Regions from separate parts of the Rattus norvegicus genome. Here region 2 is linked to region 1. Evidence: chromatin contacts called from public Hi-C data. All regions are on one chromosome and are shown on one strand. Each heading gives the region's core, a stretch centred on a gene start, on an enhancer-like site or on the middle of the called end of the contact. The rest is flanking DNA. Distances are from core to core; before and after follow the strand shown.

Region 1 (3,816 bases), core at 807-3,306:
TTAAAAATTGCTCACTGCTATATCCTAGGGAGAAATACACTGTTAATACTAAACCGTGGTAAAGATCACACAGTCCTAAATTAGAATAACAAAGGAGAACTGAGTTCTTCGGATTCAAAAGAATGAAGTTAAAGTACTCACGTATGTGAGGTAAACCTCCTCCAGCCTGAATGCTCAGTAAAGGAAAAAAAAAAGAGAATCTTGCTTTAAAATTCAGTCTCAGGAAGGGACGGAAGCATAAGTGTATTGTATTCTATTTCATATTTTAAAGGGATACGCTCAGGTGTTTTGGAAACAACAACATTGTACTGTAGGATATGAAAGGAGTCTATGCATTTTCTCCTAGAATGAGACCTGGATAGAGAAAACTTAGCAGGAAAGATGTCACGAAAGACATAGACACCCCTGTTTTTCCTCCCGGCTTTACGAATACAGAGGCCATCCCACACAGGTTAAATGCAGTTTGCTGGCCTTCCCACTTGATGTGCATGTTCTAAGACTCAGTGCTTAGAACACAGGCCATAACACGGTGCCTTTGCCGTCTGCCATCTTTAGTTTCTTGCTCTGCAGTCTGAGTTCAGGGGATCCATTTTTGTAGACGATGGGAGCGGAAGAGCAAGTGCTCAGGCCGAGGGTACATTGCGCATGCTCAGTTCGAGTGTTCCTTGTGCTCGCTCAATTCTAGCGTTCATTGATTGCTAGCACCCCATATAACACTTTGTCAGCGCTAGCTTCTGATGTCATCCTTGATCAGCAACTGTCTTGTCATCAAATAACCCACCATTGGAAATCTTTCTGACAGAGGTTTACAATAAATGAAAATTTCATCCCTTTATGTTTCCACTTGATAGTCTTTGTCTCATTATGTGATTAAAAATGAAATCCTATCTTTGGATGCTTGTGGGTTGGCTGGCTGGCTGGGAAATGGTTTTCTGGCAGTTATTAATGATTTTTTTCCTCTTTCCGTTTAAATAACATTTACTGGATTTGGTACTTGAGCGAAAATGCCAAAATAAGATGTAGGAGAGATAATAAACAAACTGCGCATGTTGAAACATCGGGAGGTTTTGGTTTTTTGGGTTTTTGTTTTTGTTTTTGTTTTTTGATCTGTTAGTGTTGGGCACAGAGAAACTGTTTTAAACTGAAGTCAAATTTCTAATACTCTTTTTTTTTAATAGCTGTTTGAGACAGGGTCTTATGTAGTTCGGGTTGGCCTCAAACTTACTATGTAACCTCGAATTCCTGGCTCCAGGAAGTGTGGGGATGTGGGGATGCCCCTCACCCATCTTTGATCGTATCTTTATTACCCATCCCGGATGCTCTTCTGAAATGTACAATATTCTTCTAGGGATTAACCGTCTCCTTCTTTACAATAGATGAAGACAGCCTGCTGGCGAATACCGTCATAGAAGTGAAACAGAGAAGGCTCTGTTTGCTTCAAACCTGTGCTCTGTCAGTTTCTTAACCAGTGCCCACTGCTTCTTGTTGCCCTGAGATAACCCAAGTGGAGTGGGGCAGAGAAGGTGGAGGAGGGAGGGCGAGAAGGAGAGGCTTGAAGTTTTTAATTTTTTTACTCTCTTCTAAAGACCATAACAAGTTATTCGACACCCAAGCAGCTCTAACTGGAGGGTCTGGCCAAGTACAACATACTACATAGAAATCAAAAAAGCCTTCCAACTACTACTGCATCTCGTGGCCTCGCAGCCGAAAACAATGTAGCAAAAAGTCCTCAGTCCCTGCCTGCAGCCAAGATGTGTGTCCCAAAAGTTCTTCAGTTCACATTTTCCTGCTCTGATCACAATTCTCACCATCCAGAATGTGATGCTTGGCTCTAACAAAAGCGAGAGGAAGTGCCCTTCCCCAGCAGAAATCTAAACAAAGAACAAGACCACAACTTGTTTCCAGTCAGCCTCCTGCTGTGAGGCCTCCACACTGTGCTTGCTACTTCCCCTAGCAGGCAGGGACTAGGGGTTGGAAGAATTATAAAAGACTGAGCATCGTCCTGAAGATGCCTTTAAGGAGGGTCTCAAGAGCAGTGAGTCATCCGATGGAGTCACTGACTTGATTCACTGAGCCAGAGCTTGCCTCATCAGATGTGAACGTCCTGACACACAGCTTGTTTATAAACTATGCCTTCAAAGAATACTCATATTTTTAACAGTACAGTTCTCGGAACTACTGTGAATTTACACTTTTGTTTATTAAGTAGTCGTCTTGTAAATACCCAGTGTTCGATCTAACAGTTTTAAGGCAGAAACGAGATAGTGTAGCTGTTTTTTTTTTCTTTTCTTTCATTTTTCTCAATACATCTGAACCACAGTTTCTCCTCCCTCCACTCCTCCACGTCCTCCCTCCCTTCCTTCTCCCCCAGATCCACTCCTCCTGTTTCCTTTCAGAAAAGAACAGGCCTCCCAGGGATATCAACTGAGCATGAGATAAAATTATACGATAAGATTAGGAACAAACCCTCATATCAAGGCTGGGCAAGGCAACCAAGTAGAAGGGAAAGGGTTCCAGGAGCAGGTGGAAGAGTCAGAGACACCCCCACTCCCACTGTTAGAAGTCCCACAAAAGCACCATGCTAACAACCTTAACATATATGCAGAGGACCTGGTGTAGACATTCAGGCTCCAGAATTGCTGCTTTAGTCTCTTTTGAGCTCCTAAGAGCCAGAAAGGCTAAGTAACAATGACGGTTCTAAGGGGACTCACGAATCTCTATAGGAAGGGGAAACAGAACATGTTCTTCCGGTAGACTGGGGGGGTGGTGGGAATGGGTGTTGGTATTCTGTCTAAGCTCCACCCCCACAACTACTTGGCAACAGCCAGGTATGCTCCGCCCCATAGTTGCTTGTCAACAGCCAGCTGTGCCTGACTATAAAGGGAGCTGCTTGCCCCCACCTCTCCTTCTCACTCCTCTCTTGCTCCCTCTTTCTCTTTGCTCTGCTCTGCTCTTGTGCCCTCTTTGTCCCTATCCCTTCTCTCCCCACCCCACCCCCCCTTTCCTCCACATGCCCATGGCCGGCTTCCTTTGTTCCTCCCCTCTTCTACTCTTCTCTCATTAAAACTCTCCACGTGGAAACATGTTGGTTTGGTGTGTCCTGTCTGGACGCGAGTCGAGATTTAAACCCCAACAATGGGAGCATGAGGAATTAGATAGACGGAGGGAGGGAGATATGGAGAGAGACAACTGAAATTGGAGGGTATGTGGGGTGGTAGTGATATGGAAACCTAGTGCAGTAGAGATAGTATAGCTCTTAATGGCCCGGGGATTCAAGTCTTACCCTGCCCTTCTTTCACCTAAAGGTAGTTCCACCAGTGGTTGCCTTGAACGTGAGGTATAGTAGGGGTGCAAAGGAGGAAGCATTAGCTCCTGTCTGGAGGAGCGTTGCAGCCAGTTCAGTACCTTTCTAAAAATGACGGAGAGGGCATTTGTTCTCAGCATGCTGACCCTTACGAATGGAGAGTGCGTCAGAGACCCCCACATTAGCCCCTAATCTGAGCAGTTTAAGAGGAGATGCTTGAACTCCATGTGGAAAGTTATACAGGTGTTTATTTAGAGCAGCAATTCTCAATCTGTGGGTTTTGATCCCTTTGGGGTCCTACATATCGGACATTCTATATATCATATATTTACATTATGATTCATAATAGTAGCAAGATCACAGTCGTGAAGTAGCAATGAAATAATTCTATGGTTGGGGTTCACCACAACATGAGGAACTGTATTAAAGGGTCACAGCAGTAAGTCGGTTGGGGACCACACTGGTTTAGAGAGTGGGAGGATCAAAACAATCTAGGTCTAGGATGGAAGGAC
Region 2 (3,816 bases), core at 491-2,990, 110 kb before region 1:
CGCAAGGCCCTGGGTTCGGTCCCCAGCTCTGAAAAAAAGAACCAAAAAATAAAATAAAATAAACCCAATACCCTGGAGGGCCTTGGCTGTTGCCTCTGCAGTAGCTTAACCCCTCTGAATGACCTTCATGTAAACTCCCGGAATTATTATACCTGAGATAAGCCTGAAGCTACGGTAACTAACTCTGGAATTTAAAGTTTATTATCAACTGAATAGTGGAGTGAATCCACTCTGTTTTATCTGGAATATCCTAGATGGATATCTCATGAATCGCTACATAATTTAAGCTGTTTAGTTAGTGTTCACTTAGGTTTCTGACCGTGACTAGGGATGAAGTGGAATCCCACTGATTGGTCTGCACGAGAACCGTCATATTCGGAATTCTGAGCTGAAAGGGCTGCACTTGAGAAGCAGCTCATGAGTTAAGGTTTTGCGTTAGGATGCAGTGTGGTGTACCTTGGTTAGTGGCTTTGAACAGGATGCTTTGATAACCACAGTGCTTAGGATAGTGCAATGAAATATTCTTCTGGTCTGATTGCCAGATTGTCATAGAAGGGGTCAGAGAGCAGGATGAAATTGATGACACGTGACCATAGAACTGCAGTTAGAGGTATCTTCAAAGGATTAGGCTAGACTCAGTAAGGAGAGCACGGGAAAACAAGCATTGGGCAAATTACATATTGAAGGAAAATATACGGAAACAAGGCAAGCCCAGGATGCTGGTGTTGGTTAAACTCTCAGTTTTGATCTACTTAACACAAATTTATTGAAATAGTGAGGCCTCCTCAATGACCGAGGAGAAGTGTAAAGTTGTGAGCATGGGGGCTGTCCCTGTGGTGTACCACACCTATAACTGCAGTTCTAAGGACCCTTGTTTCTCTTTAGGAGAGAGGCCAGAGATTGTGTCTCCCCAAGTAACAGCAATGGCAAACAACTGAACGGTGCTTACTCAGTACAGTAGCGTTTTACTTCCTTCGCCTGTAAGATAAGAATGACATTATCACAGAATCCACAAACTTTGGGATGGAAGGACAGTGCAAATGACTCGCTCAAGGACATACAGCCTATCAGTGCCAGAACACAGCCTGGCTCCCTGAAACTGGAGCTCTCATTTGTAACTCCTCAGCTCCTTTCTCCCCGCACCACCCTTGCCTCTGGTCAAACAAGGTTCTTCCCGAACTCTAACTTTGTTCCGGTCAGTCTCCACTCCTTGTCAACAAGATCAGAGAGTACAGGAAGGAAAGGAGCCGTACCTTCAGTGACAAGATGGGTATCTTGTGAGTTACTACATATTAACCCTAGCAAAGGCGTACTTATCAGTGCAACAGCTAATCTTCTTTGTGAAAGCCTTTATTACACGTAGGGGTTAAGGTCATTTTAGGAGCATTTACTCTGAGCAGTCAGAGAAGGAACAGCGGGCTATTGTAGATACAAATACACTTTCGTAAAACACAAAAAACAAACAAACAAAAACCCCCACCCCCCATTTTATGACGTAAAGATCTAAACAATTTCAGATAATTTACTTCTGGAAATCCTCCCACCCACCACGTGGTCACTCAAGTTCGCTCCTTTTCCATAGCCGCCACAAGGGGGCAGTTGCGGCCGCACAGTCGGCGCACACACGGCTGCTCGGCCATCCCTTGCTCTTGTCTGGCACGCGGATCTCGGCAATGGATTAGCTCCTCTGGGGACGTGGGAGGCCCGGGCCCCGCCCCCGGCCGGCGGTGGCCCCAAGCTGCAGTCGCTGCGGTGAGCAGAGCGGATCTGCACGGAGGCTACGAGCGGAACGGGGAGCAGACCGTGCGTTGCCCTCAAGGCTCGCTCCCTTCGGCGCTCAGGGGCGCGGGTACTGACCGCGGGGCCCTCGGACCGGCCCGGGCTCGGGGCGCCAGGCTCGAGACCATGGCGCTACGCGCCCGGGCGCTCTACGACTTTAGGTCCGAGAACCCCGGTGAGATCTCCCTGCGGGAGCACGAGGTGTTGAGCTTGTGCAGCGAGCAGGACATCGAGGGCTGGCTTGAAGGGATCAACAGCCGCGGCGACCGCGGCCTCTTCCCGGCTTCGTACGTGCAGGTTATCCGTGCGCCGGAGCCTGGCCCTCCGGCCGACGGCGGCCCAGGAGCTCCGGCCCGCTACGCCAACGTGCCGCCCGGCGGCTTCGAGCCTCTGCCAGCCGCGCCGCCCGCTGCCTTCCAGCCGCTGCTGCAGCCGCAGGCGTCGCCCGGTTCCTTCCAGTCGCCGGGCGCCGGCTTTACCTACGGCGGGGGCGCCCCGCAGCCGTCGCCCCAGCAGCTCTACGGTGCTTACCAGGCCAGCCTAGGCAGCGACGATGACTGGGACGACGAGTGGGACGACAGCTCCACAGTGGCAGACGAGCCAGGCGCGTTGGGCAGCGGTGCGTACCCGGACCTCGACGGTTCGTCCTCAGCGGGCGGCGGCGCGGCCGGCCGCTACCGCTTGTCCACACGCTCGGACCTGTCGCTGGGCTCCCGTGGCGTCTCAGCGCCCCCGCCGCATCAAGCGTCTGGAGCCAAGAGCTCCGCCACGGTGAGCCGCAACCTCAATCGGTTCTCCACCTTCGTCAAGTCGGGCGGGGAGGCGTTCGTGCTGGGAGAGGCGTCAGGCTTCGTGAAGGATGGGGACAAGCTGTGCGTGGTGCTGGGTCCCTACGGCCCCGAGTGGCAGGAGAACCCCTACCCCTTCCAGTGCACCATCGACGATCCCACCAAGCAGACCAAGTTCAAGGGTATGAAGAGCTACATCTCTTACAAGCTGGTGCCCACGCATACCCAGGTGCCCGTGCACAGGCGCTATAAGCACTTCGACTGGCTGTATGCGCGCCTGGCGGAGAAATTCCCGGTCATCTCGGTGCCCCATCTGCCCGAGAAGCAGGCCACCGGGCGCTTCGAGGAGGACTTCATCTCCAAGCGCAGGAAGGGTCTGATCTGGTGGATGAACCACATGGCCAGTCACCCAGTGCTGGCCCAGTGCGACGTCTTCCAGCATTTCCTGACCTGCCCCAGCAGCACTGATGAGAAGGCCTGGAAACAGGGTAAGCGGAAGGCTGAGAAGGATGAGATGGTGGGCGCCAACTTCTTCCTCACTCTGAGCACACCACCTGCGGCCGCCCTGGACCTGCAGGAGGTGGAAAGCAAGATCGATGGCTTCAAATGCTTCACCAAGAAGATGGATGACAGCGCGTTGCAGCTCAACCACACTGCCAACGAGTTTGCGCGCAAGCAGGTGACTGGCTTCAAGAAGGAGTATCAGAAGGTGGGCCAGTCCTTTCGGGGCCTCAGCCAAGCCTTTGAGCTGGATCAGCAGGCCTTCTCCGTGGGTCTGAATCAGGCCATTGCCTTCACCGGAGACGCCTATGATGCCATCGGTGAACTCTTCGCTGAGCAGCCCAGGCAGGACCTGGACCCAGTCATGGACCTGTTAGCACTGTATCAGGGGCACCTGGCCAACTTCCCAGACATCATCCATGTTCAGAAAGGTAAAGCCTGTGGGGCAGGTGGCACGGGGTCAGAAGGTGGTGACTTTAATAGGCGTACCACTCTCTGGTTTCAGGCTCCTGGTCGTTCTCCCTGTCTGGGGACCCTTAGGGTTGTGACTGTTGGGACTTTCCTTACCGAGTTTTCAGTGGGTTGTTGGATTTCCTTCTAGTCAGGGGCTGACACACTCTTCAGAGTGCTAGTTTGTCAGACCGCGTTGTTATTTCAGAGTTTGAATAGGCAGGGAAATCAGCTGCTTTGATCTGTAAGCTCGTGGACTGGGGCAGAATTAGTAGGGGACCCACGCCAGGCTAGGCAT

Evidence for each region. Hi-C and Micro-C count contacts between places; a contact is called where the count stands out from the background.
Region 2: a Hi-C map of Schwann cells shows a contact between it and region 1, with 3 times the contacts expected there. The contact joins the promoter of Snx18 here to the enhancer-like site in region 1. A contact is called at or near these places in 3 of 12 Hi-C or Micro-C datasets (Schwann cells, kidney and liver) and 1 of 1 datasets of contacts at active chromatin or transcription factors (oligodendrocytes).

The regions. Positions count from the first base shown.
Region 1 is chr2:46,878,836-46,882,651 of GRCr8, reverse strand. No RefSeq gene overlaps it. Among named protein-coding and RNA genes, the nearest start is that of Snx18, 110 kb to the left of the region's middle. Within about 2 kb of position 2,056, at least 45 of the 93 cell types and tissues checked have an H3K27ac peak or open chromatin away from gene starts, as enhancers often do. A contact at or near this core is called in Schwann cells, where this site is marked.
Region 2 is chr2:46,989,440-46,993,255 of GRCr8, reverse strand. Snx18 (sorting nexin 18) reads left to right here and starts at 1,740. Exons shown (of 2, transcript NM_001107652.1): 1 at 1,740-3,499. The coding sequence starts at 1,906.